2 separate regions of the Oncorhynchus kisutch genome follow, and region 1 is linked to region 2. Evidence: chromatin contacts called from public Hi-C data. All regions are on one chromosome and are shown on one strand. The core of a region is the stretch at or near the end of the contact, and the rest is flanking DNA. Distances in the headings are between cores, read along the strand shown.

Region 1 (3,350 bases), core at 813-3,312, 150 kb after region 2:
AGTGGCATCCGTCTGGCCAAAGGCACGTGACAGCCTGCTTGGAGTTTGCCAAAAGACACCTAAAGACCCTCAGACCATGAGAAACAAGATTCTCTGGTCTGATGAAACCAAGATTGAACTCCTTCGCCTGAATGCCAAGCATCACGTCTGGAAGAAACCTGGCACCATCCCTACGGTGAAGCATGGTGGTGGCAGCATCATGTGGTGTGGATATTCAACATTGGCAGGGACTGGGAGGCTAGTCAGAATCGAGGGAAAGATGAACGAAGCAAAGTACAGAGAGATCGTTGATGAAAACCTGCTCAAGAGCACTCAGGACCTCAGACTGGGTTGAAGGTTCACCTTCCAACAGGACAACGACCCTAAGCACACAGCCAAGACAAAGCAGGAGTGGCTTCGGGACAAGTCTCTGAATGTCCTGGAGTGGCCCAGCCAGATGCCAGACTTGAACCAGATCAAACATCTCCGGAGACAACTGAAAATATCTATGCATTGATGCTCCCCATCCAACCTGACAGGGCTTGAGAGTATCTACAGCGAAGACTGGGAGAAACTCCCCAAATACAGGTGTGCATGGCCCTTAACTCTGACACAACTAACGTTATCGCAACAGAACTAGTAGGCCTAGCTAATGTTAGCGAATGTGAATTAATTAAATATGACATATGGCTTACTTGACTTTTATGCTCTAAATTGACTCCTTTATGCTCTAAATTGACTCCTTAAAATAATTTAATCTGGCAATAGTCACCCACAGAGGTTGCCAATGCTGCACTGCAGTAAAGCAGAAGAAGTCAAATGTATCACTTCCGTTGTTTAGCTGTGCCCATAGCAATGTTTGAAAATGAGGTGGATAGTTGCAACCCCCTCCTTTGGGAAGCATGCCTATGCACCTTGTTTCAAGTCCTCTCCCAGGACAACCACGGCAAATCTCTCCCTTTTGAAACAAAGGCAATATCCCATCTCGGACACAAGTTACTGGATGAAGTAGTAAAGACATGGAAAGCAATGCGAGGACTTACCACTAGCACAATGGGAGACCACAACCACAGACTAAGTATTAAGTTCCCCTGATTCAAGCTACTTTAAAGGAGAAGTATATCATTCCTATAAATAGCATTGAGAGAAAGAGAGAATTCCTCATTGTCCCCTGTGAAAGAGAGTGGCTATGGCATTACATGTAAATACGGAAAATAAATGCCCTAGAAACCCTTTTCTATAAGCATTTTATTAAGGAATTATTTATTACAACGTTTTAGGGAGTGGGGATACATTTACTGCTTTGATTTTTCATAACAACAATGAGAGAGACTAGATATCATTGAGTATAAGGACATAAACAACCATTTGTGACATTCATATGACACTGCAGTCTCCTCCAAAGAATGCCCATCAACTATACTTTAAGGTTAAACTCAGTCAGTGTCATTGACAGGAGAGGTGATCAGAGAGGTAGAGTTTTCACCATCATTAAGACGGGCAGAAAAATGGATAGAGTTTATCAGTGGTGCAGCCAGTGAAAGAGTAGAGACCTGGCCTCCTCATCATAAAAGGAGACCTGACCTTCCACATAATCAACAAACACCACCTTCTGGGGCCTCCCTCTCAGGGAGAGCAGGACACTGGGTTTAGCAAGAGCCTCGTATTCTCCATTCTTCAGCCACAGAGCCCAGTATCCATTCTCAGCACTCAGTGTGATATCCCCCTTCCTGTTGATGGACTCTCTGGCCACTCCTAAATCCCACTTAGTCTTTCCTTTAACCATCACCGCATTGTCAAATCTACCTGAGGAGAAGCCCTCCTTTCCCAATACATAGACATCAAGATTGAACCTCTCTGGGTTGTCGGGGAGATCCTGTTTTGTATCTCCATGTTTCACTTGTTTTCTATCCTCAGCCATGATGAGGTAGGGATGTGTCAATCTTGTATCAGAATCCAGAGTCACATCCACTGCATACTGCTGAATCCTCTTCAGTTTGACTTCAGGCAGCTTCTCCATCTGTTTATTCAGTGTCTCCTCCAGTTGAGATACAGCTCTCATCACAGTCCCCACACACAGATGACTATTAACACTGATCTCAGACCAGTTATTGATGGGTGGAGGGGTGCACAGGGATGGGAAGCTCTGTAGGAGGTGGTCCTCAGTGTGTGAGAGCTGCTCCAGCTCAGTGCTTCTCCTCTGTAGCTCAGTGATTTCCTGCTCCAGTTCTTTAATGAGCCCTTCAGCCTGCCTCTATGTTGCTTTCAGCTTCTCCTCAATGAGCTCAGCCTGACTTCTCTCAATGGAGCGCACCAGAGCAGTGAAGACCTGTACACTGTCTGATCTCTCTCGCTCTGCCTCTCTCTTGCTGAGATCTACTGAGTGTTTGATTTCTTGAACATTCTTCAGTCTCTCCTGGATCATCTGCTGCACTTCTGCCTCAGTCGTCCTCAGCTGAGCCTTCCTCTCTCCACGCTCTTCCTCTAGAGGGACAGTGTCATGAGTCTTGTGGTCTGTCTCAGTGCAGAATTGACACGGTGAAAGCAAACCATACTATTATCTGAGGATAGCACCCCATCAAACAAAGACAGACAATCATAATTCAACCCGCCAGGCGCGACACGAAACTATATAATTCATGCCTTACCTTTGAAGATCTTCTTTTGTTGGCACTCAAATGTGTCCCATAAACATCACAACTGGTCCTTTTGTTCGATTATTTCCGTTGTTATATATCCAAAATGTAAATTTATTTGGCACGTTTGCTCCAGAAAAACACCGGTTCCAACTCGCGCAACATGACTACAAAATATCTCATAAGTTACCTGTATTCTTTGTCCAAACAACTTTCCTAATAGAACTTTAGGTATTCAATGTAAATAATCGATCAAATTTAAGACGGGATAAACTACGTTCAATACCGGAGGAAAACAAAGTGGAGCGTGCTTTTCAGGTCACAAACCTCTATCAAACAGTACAGTTCACTCGACCCTTGTTCTGAACAGGGCTACTTCTTCATTACACAAAGGAAAAACATCAACCAATTTCTAAAGACTTGACATCCAGTGGAAGCGATAGGAATTGCAAGCAACTGTCTTAGAATTCTAGATTCCCAATGAAAACCCATTGAAATGAGAGTGACATTTTTTTCCTGGATGGTTTGTCCACGGGGTTCCGCCTGCCAAATAAGTTCTGTTATACTCACAGACATCATTCAAACAGTTTTAGAAACTTCAGAGTAGAGGTCGACCGATTAATCGGAATGGCCGATAACTTGAAATCGGCCCTAATTTTTCATAACAAACGGAAATCGGTATTTTTGGACACCGATTTTGCCGATTTTCTTTTCTTTTTTCACACCTTTATTTAA
Region 2 (3,560 bases), core at 381-2,880:
TAATACCCATAAAACCTAGCGGTCAAACAGGAAAACGGCTCCAAATGTTTTCCCACCATTCATTTTTTTCCATTGGGGATTTTAAAAACAATTCAAATAAGGGCTGTGTTTCATGTAGGCTTACCCTGGTGTGATGATAACCATATAAATCTCTCTCGAACAAGCCTCACATTTTTAGCAAGAACATAATACACTTTTTGGGGGGGGGGGGGGGGGTGGCTTGCCTGTTTTGCATGTTATTTGGTCACATGTCAGTTTGCAAACAATGTAAAATATATATACAGTGGGGCAAAAAAGTATTTAGTCAGCCACCAATTGTGCAAGTTCTCCCACTTAAAAAGATGAGAGGCCTGTAAATTTTCATCATAGGTACACTTCAACTATGACAGACAAAATGAGGGGGAAAAAATCCAGAAAATCACATTGTAGGATTGTTAATGAATTTATTTGCAAATTATGGTTTGTCACCATTTTAGTGCAATTAATGTATTGTTTAGTGTTGTACTGTGCTGTGCAGTGGCTTTGCTGGCATGCATAATTAGTTAACTTTTTTTATAAGTTTTACCCACCAATATTTACATGCTAAAATCGCCACTGATGATGACTCACACTGTGGTACTCAATGGCAGGGTTTCCCAAACTCAGCCCCCCTCCCAGGTGCAGGTCTTGGTTTTTGCCCTAGCAATACACAGCTGATTCAAATAATCAAAGCTTGATGATGAGTTGATCATTTGAATCAGCTGTGTAGTGCTAGGGCAAAAACCCTAACTCTTTTCTGTGGCCACTTTGAGAAATATATCTGTCTACCATTGACACTAGGTGGTGCTATAATACCCATACCCATACTATTGAGGAATTAGCACATTGGCATAACGAATCCTTCTATGGCCTCTGCAAGACTGGCAAGGCAACGTCCAACGGGTAAAATGTGTCAATTTTAGCCATGTCATATTCAGGTAATACAAATATATTCAATTCATAACTCTCACTAGCCTGATTTGACAACATTATTTGATTGAAATTCAATTAAGTCAATTGATTGGTGTGAATTTAAAATATCTAAATATGGTATTCCCATCACTGGACTTGAACAAGAACCATATATCTAATCTATAGATGCGCGCAATTCAATGAGCTACGCACATTTACTCACAAACTGATCCACAAACCATTTTCATACAAGAACGCCGGTTTGTACAGTAGCCTACGTTATGTAATCTCTGTTATAATGAACAGTTTCACCATGTCTGGGTTGTGTCAGCAGCATCGATCTACTTCTCTGTTAGTGTTCGCATGTTCTTGGTGTGAGGGGAATGTAAATTAATCCACACAGTACTTCTCTTACACAGTCACTCACTCAGATGGTGATAATTAATCTTTCCATATATAATCGTATTACAGGGGGAAACGCTTAGACATATTTAGACACATTCAAAAATAAATATATAGCAATGTGGTATAACACCATTCATTTCTCAGTGTGCGACGTGAGATAGCGGTTCTGTTTTACACGTCTCTGTTGCTCATCGCGTTTGGGCGCGCTCATTTTCTGTTGCAAGAGGGGGCAGAATAGTTGCCTTGCTTCCCCTGTAGTTTAGGAGGTAGGGACGAATAGTACAGTCCAGAGCGAAAGCATTGAGCTCATTGAGTAGCGGACAATTGCAGTGAGTATCACCATCAGTACCACAACCGCACGACAAGCCCCGGTGCTCAGACCGACCTACCGACCTACACATAGAAAATCAGCCACAGTCATTCCCTGACAGCCATGAAACAGACTCTGCTCGAGCTGATGAGGATGAGCAGAATATGCCGGATGGTACTCGCCACTTGTTTGGGATCTTTTATTCTGGTCATCTTTTATTTCCAAAGTATGTTCCAACCAGGTAGGTAGGGTCTCTGTCTCTCTCGAATTTGTTGTGTGTTGTGTTCATTGATCTGTGACGTCCTGACCATGGCCCACTCTGTTGTGGCATGTTGATATCGATGTATTTGTTGACTATGTTGAATCATGCATTTTATAAACAATGACAAGGTTGCAACACCCATCTATCCATCCTGCGTCGCCGAGGTTGGGAAATAATGTGTTGCCTGTTTTAGATCAAACACTATCGCATAGATTGTGCGTTTATGCAATTGATCGTATAGGCTATTGTGCCAGAGTCAGTAATCTCTTGGGAAACGAGCACGGCATGTGTGTTTTGAGATTGCGGTACGCATCGCCTGTAGTCGCTGGCGTTCTCGCTGGTATGGATGGATTCTTTTTGTCTCTCTCCAGTCAGTTTGGCTGAAGTCGACCCAGTGCCACTGCCACGGCACCGTTCGGCAGCAGCCGTACAGTATAGGCTCTGTACCATGAATCAAAGAGCCCTGCTTTCAGACGCGCAAGGATCTCACTGTACAAACAGCAAAATGCCTCAATATTGACCTACAACAGGTTTACAGTAACGCGAAATTATTTCTGAGCAACTGTGTGACGCTGTTAAATTCCTCCCATGACTGAAACTGTTTAATTTGAGCTCCTGTTCCATGCCATGGTCCAGGATCAGAGAGGTGGCAAAAATAAAAAAAAGTGTGATTTAATTACCTCACTAATTTTGAATACATTGGCTATGCTTTATTTCAATGTGGCCACGTCTCTATTTGCGGTAGTAGGGAATATAGTGATGTAAATAATAATAACAGGGTATTGTGCCATGTAGACTTTTCCCAGCCAAAGTGACCGTATTATTGTTAAAGGGGATTTTGCAGTAATACTTTATTGGTTCCCCTCCTTTGATTCAAAGTTGTGTCCGAATAGTGAACAAGTGGTAATGGATTTTTTTTTAAAGGAAGGGGAATATCAGCGAATAAATTGTACTACAGAGGAACCAAGTATGAATGCGTAAAACTCTAATTGCCACGCCGTACTTCCACATAATTTGGTGGAATTTCTGAGTCCCCGCTTGTGAGTCATCGATGTAGCCTACACCCGCGACGGGGCTCTCATCACTAGCCTACTGCACCGTAATGCGTGTCATCCCTATTCCGTTAATCAAACATCACCGTGGAAACAGCCCCAATATATGTGCGTTAGTGCGCACACAGATACTTGGGCATGTGGAGAAATGCTTTCCAGCGGCGATGCATGACTCCCCCGCGACATTCTGTAGATCCACAAAGACAAAAGGCTGAGGGGGTTGCTATAGGGAGCCTCTCCCAGGCATAGGGGTATAGGCATGCATGGACCTATCTCGTTTTAGAAGAGGGGACATCTGAAAGTGTTGCATGTAATTGTTTTTGAAGAATACATGTCAGACATGTGAGAAAAAGCCCCGTGTAAGATGGTGTGTGTGTGTGTGTGTGTGTGTGTCAGTGGTGGTGGAGCAGATGTGTGGTGTGTTTAAAGGTAGTGAGGTTGTGTGTTTGGGAGTATGAAGCGATTATGTGGGTGAGACCAGGGATTGACATTAAGGGTTGCCCTATTGCCAGAGGCAAGTGAACTGAGTGGTCTGGCAAATTAAGCCTGATCTGAGGTTGCCGGCAGGTGAACCAAACTGCACACTATTCCAGTAGCCTAA

Evidence for each region. A called contact is a pair of places that touch in the nucleus more often than the background predicts.
Region 1: a contact with region 2 is called in a Hi-C map of muscle, with 11 times the contacts expected there. The contact joins the promoter of LOC109896714 here to the promoter of chst11 in region 2. A contact is called at or near these places in 2 of 2 Hi-C or Micro-C datasets (liver and muscle).

The regions. Positions count from the first base shown.
Region 1 is chrLG9:7,571,586-7,574,935 of Okis_V2, forward strand. It overlaps LOC109896714 (zinc-binding protein A33-like), which reads right to left and starts at 2,063. Exons shown (of 1, transcript XM_020491031.2): 1 at 1,492-2,063. The coding sequence starts at 2,041. The coding sequence ends at 1,502. All of the region lies in intron 10 of LOC109896712 (solute carrier family 41 member 2), which reads right to left.
Region 2 is chrLG9:7,425,320-7,428,879 of Okis_V2, forward strand. chst11 (carbohydrate (chondroitin 4) sulfotransferase 11) reads left to right here and starts at 1,631. Exons shown (of 4, transcript XM_031831716.1): 1 at 1,631-1,871. The coding sequence starts at 1,769.